Regions from separate parts of the Mus musculus genome. Here regions 2, 3, 4 and 5 are each linked to region 1. A link is a contact called in public Hi-C and HiChIP or PLAC-seq data. All regions are on one chromosome and are shown on one strand. The core of a region is the stretch at or near the end of the contact, and the rest is flanking DNA. Distances in the headings are between cores, read along the strand shown. Region 1 overlaps Tbc1d1 (TBC1 domain family, member 1). Region 2 holds the start of Pgm2 (phosphoglucomutase 2). Region 3 overlaps Tbc1d1 (TBC1 domain family, member 1). Region 4 has its middle 30 kb from the start of Gm3716. Region 5 overlaps Gm52815 (a long non-coding RNA gene).

Region 1 (2,700 bases), core at 132-2,631:
AACCCCACAGTGCATATCCATTGCAGTTCTGCTGAGATACGAGGTTCAGTTCCAGAAGGTCCAGCTAAGATGGAGGCTTTCCAGGCATGCACCGGAACCTCTGTGAACTGTATCCCTTCACCCCCAGCTCAGTGCGGGGAGGTAGGTGTTACGCCCTGTGTGGGAGGCCAGGAACTGAGGCCCAGAGAGACTGAGTCCCTCAGATCCTCAGGGGCAAAGCTGACTCCCAGCCTGAGCTGTCACCAGGGATGGGAAATGCTAATGGTGCCCACTGAGCCTCTCAGGAACAAAAAGAAATCAGGTAGACGTGACAGCACGGGACTTAGTATTTGCATAGACTAACTTTTGAATCTACTTAGTATTAATCATGGAGTTAACCTGAAAACTAGGAAGCTGAATTTTTTTTTTTAAGACAACTGGGAATGGCAGGAATGTGGCAGGGCTTTGTAGGACAGCTTCAGTGCTCATAGGGAAGGGAACCCTGTAGGGGACCCTAGGGGAAAGCTGGCGTCCCACAGCTAGGAAGGGTGTTGGCTGCATTAGTTAGGAAATGCAGTAGAGTACAGCTTCTGTCCTTCAGAAGCCGCAACTCCATTCTCAGAAGAGTGTTCTAGACTGCCAGACCACCTTGAGAGTTGTGATGGTTGCTTTCGACTGTCAGCTTGCCAAGATAGAATCACCTTAGGACTGGTCTAAGACAGTTTCCAGATTAGGCTAATTAAAGTGAGAAAACTTACCCTAAATTCGGACAGTGCCATCCCAGGAGAGACAGCTCCCGGGAGGAGAAAGGAGACAGTGAACTGAGCTGCTACACTTGGCTCTAGGCTTCCTGGCTGTGCGTGTATTGTACCCAGCCATCTCAGGCTTCTGCCACCTCAGGCTCCAGATACCTCAGGCTCCAGACACCTCAGCCTCCAGACACTCCTGTCTCCTGTCACCTCAGACTCCAGACACCCCTGTCTCCTGCCACCTCAGGCTCCAGACACCTTAGCCTCCTGCCACCTCAGGCTCCAGACACCCCTGTCTCCTGCCACCTCAGGCTCCTGCCACATCAGGCTCCAGACACCTCAGGCTCCAGACTCCTCTGTCTCCTGCCACCTCAGGCTCCAGACGCCCAGGCTCTCCACCTCATGAACTGGGCCAAAATAAACCCTTTGTTCTTTGTTACTTTCATTGACCATTTTGTCACAGCAGTATCAGGAAAGTACCTGTTATAGGCCTCTGCTGGGTGACTTCAGCCTGCAGGCTTACCTTATTGGAGAGAGGGCATTGCAGTGAGCAGCAGTCTGCTGACTCACACTGGGCCCACTCCAGCCCTGTCGCTCTTCCTCCTCAGGAGAAAGTGCAGACACTGCCCCCTGGGTGGCGTCTGCACTTTGGGCTTGTTTCACAAGTGTGGCTCTGTTGTCACTGTTGCTGTTAAAGGAAGAGAGCCGGCTCTGCTCATCCATGTGTGAGTGACAGTTGGGATTGGCTCATTTCTGCAGATCTGGGTCAAGAGGACTTTTTCTATAAACAGTCCCATTACTTTGTCATTCTTACAATTCTTAAAAACCCAGCTGAATTGTAACTAAATGTGGTGACCTTGCAAACAGAACATGAGTCCTTTGTCACATTTAACCTATAGTCAGCGTATTTCATAGCATTTGCAGGGAAAGCCGCTAAGAACTACAGTTTTGAAAGTCTTGTCTGTGCCCCTGAGTGCCTGGTGCCTATGAAGGCCAGAAGAGGGTGTCAGCTCCCCTGGGAACTGGAGTTACAGCTAGGAGCCACCAGTGGGTGCTGAGAATTATACCTGAATCTTCGAGAAGGGCAGCCAGTGCTTTTAACTGCTGAGCTGTCTCTCTAGGCCTTGAAAAGTTTTTTTGTTTTTTAAATCTTTTTGGCCTTGTAGAAGCGTGTTAGAACCTATATTTATTCTTTTCCTTTGCAATTACCTCTAGGTGTTTGTTGTCCTCACCGTGTAAAACCATTGACCTTGTCAGAGCTGAGTTTTCTCCTCTCCGTGTGCTTCCACGCGTGCGCGTGAGCACAGGTACCTGTGCCCGTGGGAGGCCTGTCTCAGTGACTCAGCCTGGTGGCTTCTCTACCCAACAGGTGTTTGAGATGGACATCGCCAAGCAGCTCCAGGCCTATGAGGTCGAGTACCACGTGCTCCAGGAGGAGCTTATTGAGTCCTCGCCTCTCAGTGACAACCAAAGAATGGAGAAATTGGAGAAAACCAACAGCAGCTTGCGCAAACAGAACCTTGACCTCCTGGAGCAGTTGCAGGTAGAGCATATTTGCCGAGCGGCTTCCCGAGCCTCTGTGTAGTCGCTCATTAACTCACCAAAGGCACCAGCAGCCCGGGCTTTCCCAGGACCGCAGGACCTTTCCCACCCCGCGCTCTTTGTAGTTGCGATCAGAGGTGTCCCAGGAGAATCAGCCCTTTTATTGCAGAGCAGACAGTGTCCTTGCCACGGTCAGACAGTCCAGGAGCTTTCTGAGAGGCTCTTTCTACACTAAGCTTTGCAGGAGACCAGCTTGGCCCCAGATGCTGACTGCCAACAATTGTGCTTTGAATAATGATGAGAGAGTCTTAAGCTTTTGTTGCCTGGGGGGGAAACAGGCCAGGTCCTTGGAGAGATACTGAAGGAAGGAAGTAACTTAGAAATCTATCTAACGAACTAAATCAGAACAGTTGATGCTTATTTATAAGTC
Region 2 (2,700 bases), core at 35-2,534, 250 kb before region 1:
ACAGTTCTTCATTCTCACTGGGCTGTGTAACTCATGGCTTATCGATCATCATTTATGTATATGATTTAGAATGAATATACCACTACATATTTATCCATTCTATTGTTGGCAATCTGGATGTGTATGGTTGGAGCTTTTTGCGACTAAATCTGCTAGAAACCTTTTAAAAAGTTGTGTGTGTGTATGTGTGTGTGTGTGTGTGTATGTTTGTATTTTGCCTGCATACATGTCTATGCACCATGGATATATATGACAATGGAGGTCTGAAAAGGATGCAGGATCCCCTGGAACTGGAGTTTCAGACCATCCTGAGCAGCCATGCTAGTGCTGATAATCAAACTTAGGTGCTCTGGAAGAACAACCCGTGCTCTTAACTGCTTTGGATTTTTTTTGTTTAATTGTTTTTTCTTTCGTTTTAGGGTTGTTTGTTTGTTTGTTTGCTTGTTGAGACGAGATCTCACACTGGAACCCACGGTGAACTGGAACTCACTTTGTAGGCCAGGCCCTGAACTCACAACAGTCCCAACAGTCGGGACTGCAGGAGCGAGGAAGGCATCATGTGCGGCTCAGAACCATTCTTGCTTGTGCTTCCCCGTGCCCAGCCAGGTGTGCACATACATCACCCAGCTGACCTGGAATTCTCGTTTGTGTGTGGCGACCTCAGGCGGATGAGTCGACATTCTTTTTACATTTTCTAGTGTGAAAATCCAGTTGACCCGGTGCCTTGAAATTACAACTCGTCCTTCCGGTTGCTCTTCTGACATAAACTGTCTTTGCAAGTGTTATCTCATTTCTGGCTCGTTGGTCTATTTGATTTATTTCCCACTTGGCTCTTCTTTTTCAAGATTTGTTTCCCCCTCTGCTATTCTCTAATTTAATTTACATTTTGAGATAGGATCTCCCTATGTACCCCTAGTTAGTCTAGAGTTCACTATGTAGATCAGATTGGCCTCTAACTCACAGAGACCTGCCTGCCTCTGCCATGTGGCTACTGGCCTGCGCCAATGTGCTCTGCTTCCCAGCGCAGTCAGACTAGCATCTCAGGTGTGATGGGCACCAAATGCATACTTGATGTTTGCTGGAGGACCCTGGGTATGTAGGGCCTAGGAGACTAGAGTAAGGCGAGCCTCCAGCTCTCCTAACAACAAAGCACTCCCCAATTGCCTGGCCCTCCGGGAAGCACACCCACTAATGGCGAGTCTGGAACCGGGCGGGGCTGCTGCACGTCCTCTTCCCTCCGGCTCTCTGACTACGCCTCTTTCCCCGCCCTCTCCCCGCCCCTCCAGAAGGGTGACCCGGCCTCCTCCGCCCGGTTGTGACTGCTGCGGGATGGCGGCGGCGACACCGACAGAGACACCGGCTCCGGAAGGCAGTGGCTTGGGTATGGACGCGCGACTGGACCAGGAGACCGCGCAGTGGCTGCGTTGGGACCAGGTAAGGGCCGATCTCCGGCTCTTCGGTTCTCGGGCGCCGTGGCTTGTCCGGCAGGGAGCCGGGCCCAGCTTCCTTCTTTCCTTCCCTGCCTCGCCACACGGTGCCTGCTCGGCATAAGCTGTTGCGGGACTGGAGACAGCTGTGTGGCTCGCCCGGCTGCTAGACCCGGTAGAGGAGCGAGCTGGGGGGCGGGGAGTGGGGTGGAGAGTGAATGTAGCGGGCCTGGGACCCGGGGTAGTCCACGCACGAGAAGGTTTTTGAGGTTCTGTGATGGGCTGAGCATCTTCATCCATTCAGAATCCGCTCTGTCCCGCCTTTCCCGGGACCTGGACTTCTCCACAGTCCAGACCACCTTTTCTGATTTCATGGATACTACCGGGTCCCTGATGGGCCAGGCTGACAGGGAGTTTTCCAGAGAACATACACTCCACTGGGAAGGTGACAGGGAACGCTTTGGCCCCAGCTGCGCCTTTCCCCTGTAATGTCTTAGTCAGTCGGCCAGCTCCGGACATCACTTCCTTTGCCCTCTACAAGTTCTCTCTGACCTGTGCTTTCGCGTGTCCTGTTGCTTTCCCGCAATGTTCCTCTTGCCGGTGTTCTGCTGACTTTATTTCTCTTGTCGTTTTTCCTGTGTGAACTTAGCGGATCTTTCCTGTCTCCCAAGTGCAACTCAAACTCTCTCTCTAGACAGCCCAGGCCTTTGGTTCCCTGCTCTTCCTGGAATTGAAAGACAATCCCTTACAGGCTTGTTTGTTTAAAATTTGTCGGTATCCAGGGCTGACTTCAGGAGGTGAGACCCACGCAGATCCACTGAACCTGTACTCAGGGAAGGGCCCAAGCCGTATTTTAAAGCACTACTTTGAGATTCTCTATTGTTAAACACGGAGTCTTTCGTTCTAATTGTGCACTGGCCCCCCCTGAAAATTATGTAGCTGGTGCTGTGTGTCTCTGCTGCTTTCCGTGGTCTATAGTACCGTAGTACCGTAGTGCCGTACTGCATGTCTATAGTTGGTCCCTGAAACATTTGGTGACTGGATAGAGGCTGGAAGGCTCAGCAGAGGCCTTTGCTCGCTCACACCTAGAAAATGAATAGTCAGGCCATCCTGGAAACAGGATGGCAGTGCTAGCGCCTCATGGGAGGTTTTGTTTTGCTTTGTTGTGGATTTTTTTTTTCCTGGAAACATAAAGCATTCCAGGATGTTTAAGGGGAGGAAACTGTTTCCATTTCTGATCACTTAATAACTTGCATTGTGTAGCTGTCCTAAC
Region 3 (2,700 bases), core at 41-2,540, 150 kb before region 1:
TATGGGTGTGTGTGGTGTGTGTTTGTATGTGTGGTGTGTGTGTGTGTTTGTGTGTGCTTGTGTGTATGTGGAGTGTGTGTGTGTATGTGTGTGGTGTGTGTTTGTGTGTGTGGTGTATGTGTGTGTGTGGTGTGTTTATGTAAGACAAGGACTCTTGTAACTCTGGCTATCCTTGACCTTGTTGTATAGTAAGGGTAACTTTGAACTCCATATCTTCCTGTTCCCCCTCCTACCTTCTGGGATTCCAGACCTTGCCACGATGCCTAAAAAACCCACAGATCTTTCTTGCTGTGGCTGTGTTCCTTGGCAGCTAGAAAGACATTTAAAATGTAAGTTTAACCATCAGTAAACTGAGGGCACCACAGATTCCATTAGATAGACTATAAGGACAAAAGAGAAGATCTGTGCTGAGTATTTGGCATCTGCCCTACATCCAGCAAGCTGTGACCATGCCCAGCATGGTGAATGGTGAGCACTCTGAAGACAAGATTGGCATGATCTTGGCATCTGTGTGGATTACACCATGGGAGGCTGCCTTACCATGCTTCACTGGGGTGGCTTGTCTGTGAGGTCTGCCAAGTCTCTGAGAACTGGGTCTAAGCCAAGAGACATGTCATAGTCTTTTGAGGGATTTTCTTTTAACCTGTTTAGTTATTTATTATTTATGTATGTGTGTACTTTCAGAGGCCAGAAAAGGGCATCAGATCCCTACCCTACCCCACCCTGCCCAGCTAGAGTTACTGGCAGTTGTGAGTCACCCAACCTAACATGGGTACTTGGTACTGAACCCTTGACCTCTGGAGGAAGAGTATGTACTCTTAACTGTTGAGCCATCTCTCCAGCTCTTTAGACACAATTTATTATTTGACTTTGAGTTTCTGTGTAGGCTTATTAGTCTTGAAAAACTATGTTTCAACAGACCACACATGACCAGTCCTGATCTTTGACGCAGGGCCAAAAATGTCTCAGAAGCCTGGCAAGTGGGGCACACAGAGCATACTGAAAGCCAGCAAGGCCCCCTGTACTGCATGTGTTCTGTGTAAATGAAGACACTCAGAAGACCAGTTGGTTTTGACCTCTGGATCCAATGGATAGAACCACTGGACAGGCAATGTCGGCTGTGGGTACACCATGCGTTGTGGTTCTGTGTACTGGGGCTGCAGGGCTGGCCTGTGGTTAGATGAGAATCCAGACTGCTGGAATCTAGAAATGTCAGCTGGCTAGGCAGCTGTCTGTCCAGGAGCAAGGTCAGACATACAGGATGAGTCAGGATGGGTTTGGACGACACTAGTGTAGGATGTTCAGAGGCTAGTCCAGGCTGCCTGTCACAGGGATAGGTCAGGACTGAGAACAAGGCTAGCCAGAGCTGTGTCCAAGAACCAGAGTGGAAACTAGAGAGAGAGAGAGAGAGAGAGAGAGAGAAAGCCAAAGGCCACAGCAGGGCGGGGCAGAGAGGGACGGGGGAAGAGGAATGTTTTCTTTGCTTGCTAACTGGTCAGGAAGTCTGTATCAAGAAAAGGGAGACGAGGGCGCAGAAGACGGGTTTCCTTTCTGTAGGACAGAACCTGGCGAGCAGAGGGCAGTCTGACCCAGGGTAACTTGCAGTTTCTGTGGGGAGGAGTTCAGGGTAAGAGGGGGTCACCTGTGCTACTTCCCCAGGGTCCTGTCACATGGACATTTCTCCCTCTCATCCTCATATAGACTCAACTGTGCCGCAGAAATAAATGAACCCCGAAGCTCAGTGGTTAGCACAAGGATCCTCTAGTTGCTGCTCCGGGGCCTGTGTGCTCTGAGTTGACGATAGCCAAGAGTCTTTGTTCTGAGGCCCCAAGCTGCCTCTCTCTTATGTTCTGTTGTGACCTCTGCTATAGTGCAGAAGAAAAGACTGGGAAAGTTCCCTTACTTCACTCTAACCCCACACTGTATTTCTTTTTTTTTTTAATTTAGTTTAATTTTTTATTTTTTGAACATTAGTGTTTTATCTGCACATATGTCTATGTGGAGGTGTTAGGTCCCCTGGAACTAGAGTTACAGACAGTTGTAAACTGCCACATGGGTGCTAGAAATTGAACCCTGGTCTCCTGGAAGAGCAGTCAATGCTCTTAACCCCCGGATCCCTCTCTCCAGCTCCCAACACTGTATTTCTTATCTAGACTTTTTGGGCAAGTTCCTTAACAGTCTCCACATTTCCACCCTTGTCTTCCCCAGGTCTAAGGCAGCCAGCTCCAGGCATGACCATCATTGCCGCAGATCTGGTGATGTGCCCTTCTGCTGCCCTCTCCACTTATGGTCTAGCATAGCTCTGCCCTTCAGAGAACAAGCCATGGAGACTTAGTAAGATTTTCTCGGCCTTCTGAGTCTCATTTTGCCAGTTGCCCTACCTCTCCCAGTTGCTTACATCTCATATCCCCTTATCCTAGGCCCACGTCATCCTCTTTCTCTAGTCTATAACATTCCATGGCCTCTCTTAGTTCTAGAGCATCCCAGATTCCCTTTGTTCCTGTGACCTAGACCGCTCAGTACCCTCCCTGTTTGGCTACCTTTAACTTAACTTGCCATTTCTAAGCTTGCATGCCACTTTCCCAGAAAGCCTCTCTTGCATAAATTTGCAAGGAAAATCATAGGCTTCAGTAGACTGTAATCTTCAAGAGAGGGATTTCCATCTTGCTCCCTGAATGACCCACACACTTAGAACTGTCC
Region 4 (2,700 bases), core at 56-2,555, 240 kb after region 1:
GAGGTGAATCTGGACCCTGACCTGGCCACCCTTACTTTCAGAGCTCTGAGCAGGTCTGTAGCAGATCCCAATTTGCAAGGCTGGTGAAGGAACAGAGGGTAAGAAGTGATTCCTGCGTCTGCCCTTTGCCCCCTCCGAGGTCACATTGCTTAATGAATCTAGCTGAAAAAAAAAAAAAAACAGTTGAGTGTTGGGAGAGTCGCAGCATCCATGTGTCTTCATAAAGTACCTGTCTCTATACAACAGGCCACTTTCTTCTAATAAAAAGCTCATAAGACAGGCAACTGGACGTGTGGATCTCCAAGCTTACAGAATGAACTCGAACTTGAAAGAGATCCAGCCCATAACGACATTTATTATTTTTAGAGCATTACCTAGTCATTTTGATTAATTCTCTTAGAGTACTTTTCCCTCAAGCTCCCTAGGGGGAGGAGGGTGTGTTGGGGGGAGGGGGGAGGTCTAACGAGACTGTAAAAATACAAATTTAACCTCGGTGAGGAGTTGACATGTTTAGAACTGTAACATGGCAAATCATTGTGAAATCTTCTAATGGGTGCCCGTCCCCTGCCAAACAAGCCCAGCACCCAAAGCACACAAAGAAATCATTGAAAGACACTGGACCGTGTCCAAAAGGCCAGGGCTAATGTTTCACCTAATCTCCCTCCTGGTCTCTCCTGCCTACTGCCGGCCCCACCCACAGGATCCGCACTGGAGAGCTCCCCGCAGCTGCTCCGGGGCATTTACACCCTCTCACCCCACAGCAGCAGGAGGAAAACCATTATGAAGCCAGCAATATAAAAGGGGAAAGATGCGTGGAGGGGGGAGGTGGGAGCTGATGGAGGCAGCGCCTGTTTTCTGGCAGGGTTGCTATGCTTGGGGTGGGGCCAGGAAGAAGGCCCAAATGGGGCCAGAGGTGACCCTGGTTCACGTTTCCTAGGACACTGCAACTTAGGGTAGAAGTGCCTAGGAGCTGGTAACAACAGGGCTTGTTTTTTGTTTTGTTAAGTTCAATTTGTTTCCAACTCTTCTTATCTTGGCTCTGTCTTGGGCATCACAGACTCCAGAGCTTTGCAGGCACAGGGTGGGGTAGGGTGGGGCTGAGTCATTCTTTCTTTCTTTTCTCTTAAAGGGATAGGACTAGGGACGCCTCTTTGAATGCCTGTGGTTTGCTCAGATGTGATGGCAGTCCTTAGTAAAATACTCCGACCAGGCAAGAGTTCTTTTTTCTCTTTGAGGGAGGCTTTCACAGAGATGGCCACCAACAAATTCTAAGGGCAGAAAGGATGTTTGCTGGGAGGACTTTGGACCTGTAAGATAACCCTGATGTTAATCATTATTTCAGCTGGCCAGAGCTGGCCTTGAACTTCTGGACTTGCTAAGTTGAATATGAAGAAATAAATCCAGTCCGGTTGGTTGTAGTGGATGTTTTTAATTCCAGCACTCAGAGGCCGAGGCAGGCTGATCTCTGCAAATTCCAGGACAGCCAGAGCTACACAAAGAAACCCTGTCTTGAAAAGCCAAAAATAAAAAAAAAAATAAAATAAAATAAAATAAAGAAATAGATCCCTTTTAAAAATGAGCATTGATGTAAATGTGAACCTCAGGATTTGTCAAAATTTGTCTGGGAAAAGTATTATGCTTAATATAGGGGCTGTCCAGGTTTGGGAGTCACAGGCCCAGCTGGAATCTCAGCTCCATCATTTCCAGGCCTGTGGCTGTGGCCCATATCTACAGCCTCAGTTCCCCATCTCTAGTAAGGGCAGTGATAGCCTCTGGCTCCCCAAGAGTTCCTTCAGCTGCTCCGGCATCTCAACAGATGTGTATGGCTTGTGCACCCTCCTCCAATCCACAGAGGACATGTGCGCTTCAGCCAGCAAGGAACAAAGGAAAAAAAGTTCAGCCCCTTCCTTGCAGCTTTGTATGGATCGAGAAGTAGCTTCAAACACACAGGACCCAGACACCCTAAGGCTCTTTCTCTTGTTTACTTATTTTTTTATTTTATTTTTCCATTCCATAGCCCTCACTGTGTGATAAGCGCCTTCTGAGCGCTTGACAGAGGTTGACTCCGCCCACCTTTCACCAGTTGCCTATGAAATGCACAGTCTGGGGATTCTTGTTTTGCAGGGGAGGAAACAAACACAGCTTATGGTCCAGGGACATGGCACAAGGGTCTCACCAGTCAAGACTTGAACCCAGGCAACCTAAGCCCTTGTCTTTGTGGGGATTGTGGGCAACTGTTTATTTGGTGAGGGCAACCAAAGGTCTCTCTGTATGAGATACCCAGGCTAGCTCTGCACAGCCTAGAAAATATTATTACTGAAGTTGTCAAAGTCTTCACTGATAAACATTCATAGCCAGAACCTCGGACCAGAAGGACCAGATGAGGTCAGCGGAACAGAGAAGCTGGTTCCCAGCCCTGTGGCTCGCTGCCCATCGCTCCACTCCCACCAGGAGGCGGCTGCAGCCTCTTCTCTGGTCTCCCCCTCAGCCTTTTGGCTCAGTTGACTGTGAATTTGCTGATGGTTGCAGCCTGAGTAGGTGGAGGGTGGCGGGAAGGAGAAAACATCGAAGGAGTCAAGGATAAAGGAAACAACTGGTTTTTAAATTCCAGTGGTTATAAAATCAGTAGCTGGCCATGGCAGACATTGCAAAAGTGGCAGATTTCGATCCTGTTTCCCAGACTCTGTCTCCCCATCCACT
Region 5 (2,700 bases), core at 129-2,628, 160 kb after region 1:
ACTCCGGGGTCTCACACTGCCTCCCTCGTGTCACACAGATGAGGAACGGGACATGTTCCCAGACTGGTGTGGCTTGGTTTTTCATGATAGAATGGTGTGAGGACAGCATTTTTGTAGGCAGGTGGACACAGTCAAAGGTACAAAGAGGTGACAGCGATGTCAGTTGTGTTCTCTTGAGAAATAGCTTTCGAGTCAGCCATGGTGGTACATGCCTGCACACCCAGCATTTTGGAGGTAGAGGTAAAAGGACTTCCAGTTCCAATCTGGTTTGAAACATCGACTAGGAGGCAGAGGCAGGTAGGTCTCTGTGAACGCAAGGCCAGCGTGGTCTGCATAGTGAATTCCAGGACAGCAGCGCTATGAAATGAGACTTTGTCCCAAAAACAATAAGCAAAAAGTAAAGGCTAGAGTCTATTGGTCCATTTTGTGCTGCTCTAACAGAATCCTCACAGACTGGGTAATTTTCCCCCCCAAGACTGGGCTTCTCTGTAAAGCCCTGGCTGTCTAAGAACTCACCCTATAGACCAGGCTGGCCTCAAACTCAGAGATCTTCCTACCTCCCTAGCTACGGAGTGCTGGAATTAAAGGCATGAACCACCACTGTCCTCTTCAGACTGTGCAGCTTTTAAGAAGAGAGATTTTTTTTTCACTGTCTAGAGGCCAGGGACTCCTTGATAAAGGTATTTCATCAAGGGCTGCTTTTCATTCTGGGTCATTCTATGGCAAAAGGCAGAAGAGCTAGAGATTGCATGGGAACAGCCATGTGAACAAGAGGCCAGTCGTGTTTTTCTACTAAGTCTAGCACTCCTGCCCTAGTAACCCACTCCTGCAGTGCAGCACTCTCTTGTCCTAATGATCTAGTATCAAGCCCAATGCCCCCAACTAATGAATGGAGGGAAAGCTCTCAGCACATGAAATTGGGGGGGGGGGAGGGGGAGGCACACTCAAACCACAATAGTATCCTCACTTCCATGCAAGATGTTTCTATAAATTTTTGAACAATGTTTCAAGAATGTAGCTTTGTTTATAAGTAATTTTTGAACAATGTTTCAAGAATGTAGCTTTGTTCATAAGTGGTGCTTTTGTGTTTTCTTTTTACAAAGGTGAAGTTAAAATGAAGCACTTAGGGTAGATCCTAGTCCAGGGCCTTGGGAATCCAGACAAACACAAAAGGGTGAAGACACAGAAATCAGACAAGTAAGTACAAGGCAAGGAGAAAGTTCTGGAACAGATCATCACTCTCAAGCCTCAGACGTGCACAGACTCTCAGCTTTCCAGCATCTATCACCCCCAAAATGGGAAACTTCTGCCCTTGGCTGCACTTTGTTGCAACAGACCTGGCAGAAGTCCAAACAAGACAAAAAGCTGATTCTGCAGCCTACCCCTGCCTGCCAGCTGATCGGCCTTGTTCAAGCTGGAGAACCTCTGGAGAGTCCAGCTCTGTATGGGGTTCTTTCTTCCGAGCAAACCCTTAAGCTGTGGGAGGGCTGGATCTGTGTGATCTGACCTGTACCTGTCCCGGGCTTCCTTGCAGCTCCCCTGAGACAGCTTTTCCCTGTGAAGCTAGCCAGCAACTCCCATCAGTAGCAGGCAAGAATCCCAGGACTCACTCGACGAACCAGCCTCGTCTGGCTGGATTCTTGAAGAACATATGGAGTCACCCTATTCCCCTATAGCAGCTTCAACTCTCAGGTTCTCTTTCTTGTAGCCCATCTCCTGGGTCCTCGGTGGTCCCTGGGGGTCCCCGGCAAGAGGCAGGTTGTTTAGGCCAGCCAGATACCACTTAAAGAGACCCAATTCAAAACATAACCGTGTGCGACTCAACTTACGGTCAGGCTCTGAATCTACAAGAATTTCATAAACAAGTAACATTTAAAAAAATGGTTATCGATGAAGGAAAAAAAGAACCTGAAGAAATCAGATGATGTGAGGGAGGTTTAGGCAAGACCTTTCAGGTACAGTGTGTTCTAAAATTTGACTTTTGAATTGTAGAAATAAATGACCTATTAAAATAAAATTTTAATTTAAAATGTGCTCTCTACTTAAGAGGGTACCCGAGTGTGTGTGTGTGTGTGTGTGTGTGTGTGTGTGTGTGTTTTTGCATTGGAAACACACCCAGTGTAATTTGTAAAATAAATACATAATAAATAGGTTAAATGTTTATTTTGACTTATGTTTTCAAATGCCAGTTGTTTAATTTACCATGAAGGATTGCTGGCAGACCCATCATCACTGGTACCGAATACGGCATTCAGACCTTGACCTAGGCTGGCCTTCCCAGGAAACCAGCTCTGTGGCCTTGCCCTCTTCACTCTTCCCATCAATACCACAGGCTGACTTCTCCTGTTGACAGGCGCATGGTCAACACACACACACACACACACACACACACACACACACACACACACACACACAGAGGTTTCCATTGCACATGCACAGTGGGAGGTCATTGGCTAAGCGGTTTCAAAACACACAGCCTAAGTCGTGGCAAGATCCAACCTTAAGAATGCGTTTATTTGATTCCATGTCACTGTACCATATACTTGGGCTACTCTAAAGAGAGACATAGGTCCCCTTTCCCCAAGCACTTTACTTGGAGAAGTTCAGGGCCAGAAAGGCTGCTGTCTTCTTCCTCAGTCCTAGGGCAGAAACTTCCATGAAAGCTGGTGAGGTGATGTTCACCCGCATCTTTTTTAGACC

What was found. A called contact is a pair of places that touch in the nucleus more often than the background predicts. HiChIP or PLAC-seq counts read pairs in DNA pulled down with a chosen protein or histone mark.
Region 2: a contact with region 1 is called in a FOXA1 HiChIP or PLAC-seq map of pancreatic cancer cells. The contact joins the promoter of Pgm2 here to the enhancer-like site in region 1. A contact is called at or near these places in 1 of 39 promoter capture datasets (the HPC-7 cell line), 1 of 484 Hi-C or Micro-C datasets (myocytes) and 1 of 115 datasets of contacts at active chromatin or transcription factors (pancreatic cancer cells).
Region 3: a contact with region 1 is called in a FOXA1 HiChIP or PLAC-seq map of pancreatic cancer cells. The contact joins two enhancer-like sites. A contact is called at or near these places in 2 of 484 Hi-C or Micro-C datasets (embryonic stem cells and nephron progenitors) and 1 of 115 datasets of contacts at active chromatin or transcription factors (pancreatic cancer cells).
Region 4: a contact with region 1 is called in a Hi-C map of liver, with 9 times the contacts expected there. The contact joins two enhancer-like sites. A contact is called at or near these places in 2 of 484 Hi-C or Micro-C datasets (liver and myocytes) and 1 of 115 datasets of contacts at active chromatin or transcription factors (pancreatic cancer cells).
Region 5: a Hi-C map of liver shows a contact between it and region 1, with 4 times the contacts expected there. The contact joins two enhancer-like sites. A contact is called at or near these places in 2 of 484 Hi-C or Micro-C datasets (bone marrow-derived macrophages and liver) and 3 of 115 datasets of contacts at active chromatin or transcription factors (embryonic stem cells, large pre-B cells and microglia).

What each region holds. Positions count from the first base shown.
Region 1 is chr5:64,343,155-64,345,854 of GRCm38.p6, forward strand. Tbc1d1 (TBC1 domain family, member 1) reads left to right here. Exons shown (of 22, transcript NM_001310611.1): 21 at 2,098-2,271. Among named protein-coding and RNA genes, the nearest start is that of Gm43837, 33 kb to the right of the region's middle. Within about 2 kb of position 1,382, at least 168 of the 459 cell types and tissues checked have an H3K27ac peak or open chromatin away from gene starts, as enhancers often do. A contact at or near this core is called in bone marrow-derived macrophages, liver, microglia and 1 more, where this site is marked.
Region 2 is chr5:64,091,655-64,094,354 of GRCm38.p6, forward strand. It overlaps Pgm2 (phosphoglucomutase 2), which reads left to right and starts at 1,285. Exons shown (of 14, transcript NM_025700.3): 1 at 1,285-1,434. The coding sequence starts at 1,330.
Region 3 is chr5:64,195,816-64,198,515 of GRCm38.p6, forward strand. The region is part of intron 2 of Tbc1d1 (TBC1 domain family, member 1); the gene reads left to right. Among named protein-coding and RNA genes, the nearest start is that of Tbc1d1, 37 kb to the left of the region's middle. Within about 2 kb of position 1,291, at least 74 of the 459 cell types and tissues checked have an H3K27ac peak or open chromatin away from gene starts, as enhancers often do. A contact at or near this core is called in pancreatic cancer cells, where this site is marked.
Region 4 is chr5:64,579,191-64,581,890 of GRCm38.p6, forward strand. No RefSeq gene overlaps it. Among named protein-coding and RNA genes, the nearest start is that of Gm3716, 30 kb to the right of the region's middle. Within about 2 kb of position 1,306, at least 188 of the 459 cell types and tissues checked have an H3K27ac peak or open chromatin away from gene starts, as enhancers often do. A contact at or near this core is called in liver and pancreatic cancer cells, where this site is marked.
Region 5 is chr5:64,502,328-64,505,027 of GRCm38.p6, forward strand. It overlaps Gm52815 (a long non-coding RNA gene), which reads left to right. Exons shown (of 3, transcript XR_003955927.1): 3 at 1,104-2,700. Among named protein-coding and RNA genes, the nearest start is that of Gm52815, 8.0 kb to the left of the region's middle. Within about 2 kb of position 1,379, at least 71 of the 459 cell types and tissues checked have an H3K27ac peak or open chromatin away from gene starts, as enhancers often do. A contact at or near this core is called in bone marrow-derived macrophages, liver and microglia, where this site is marked.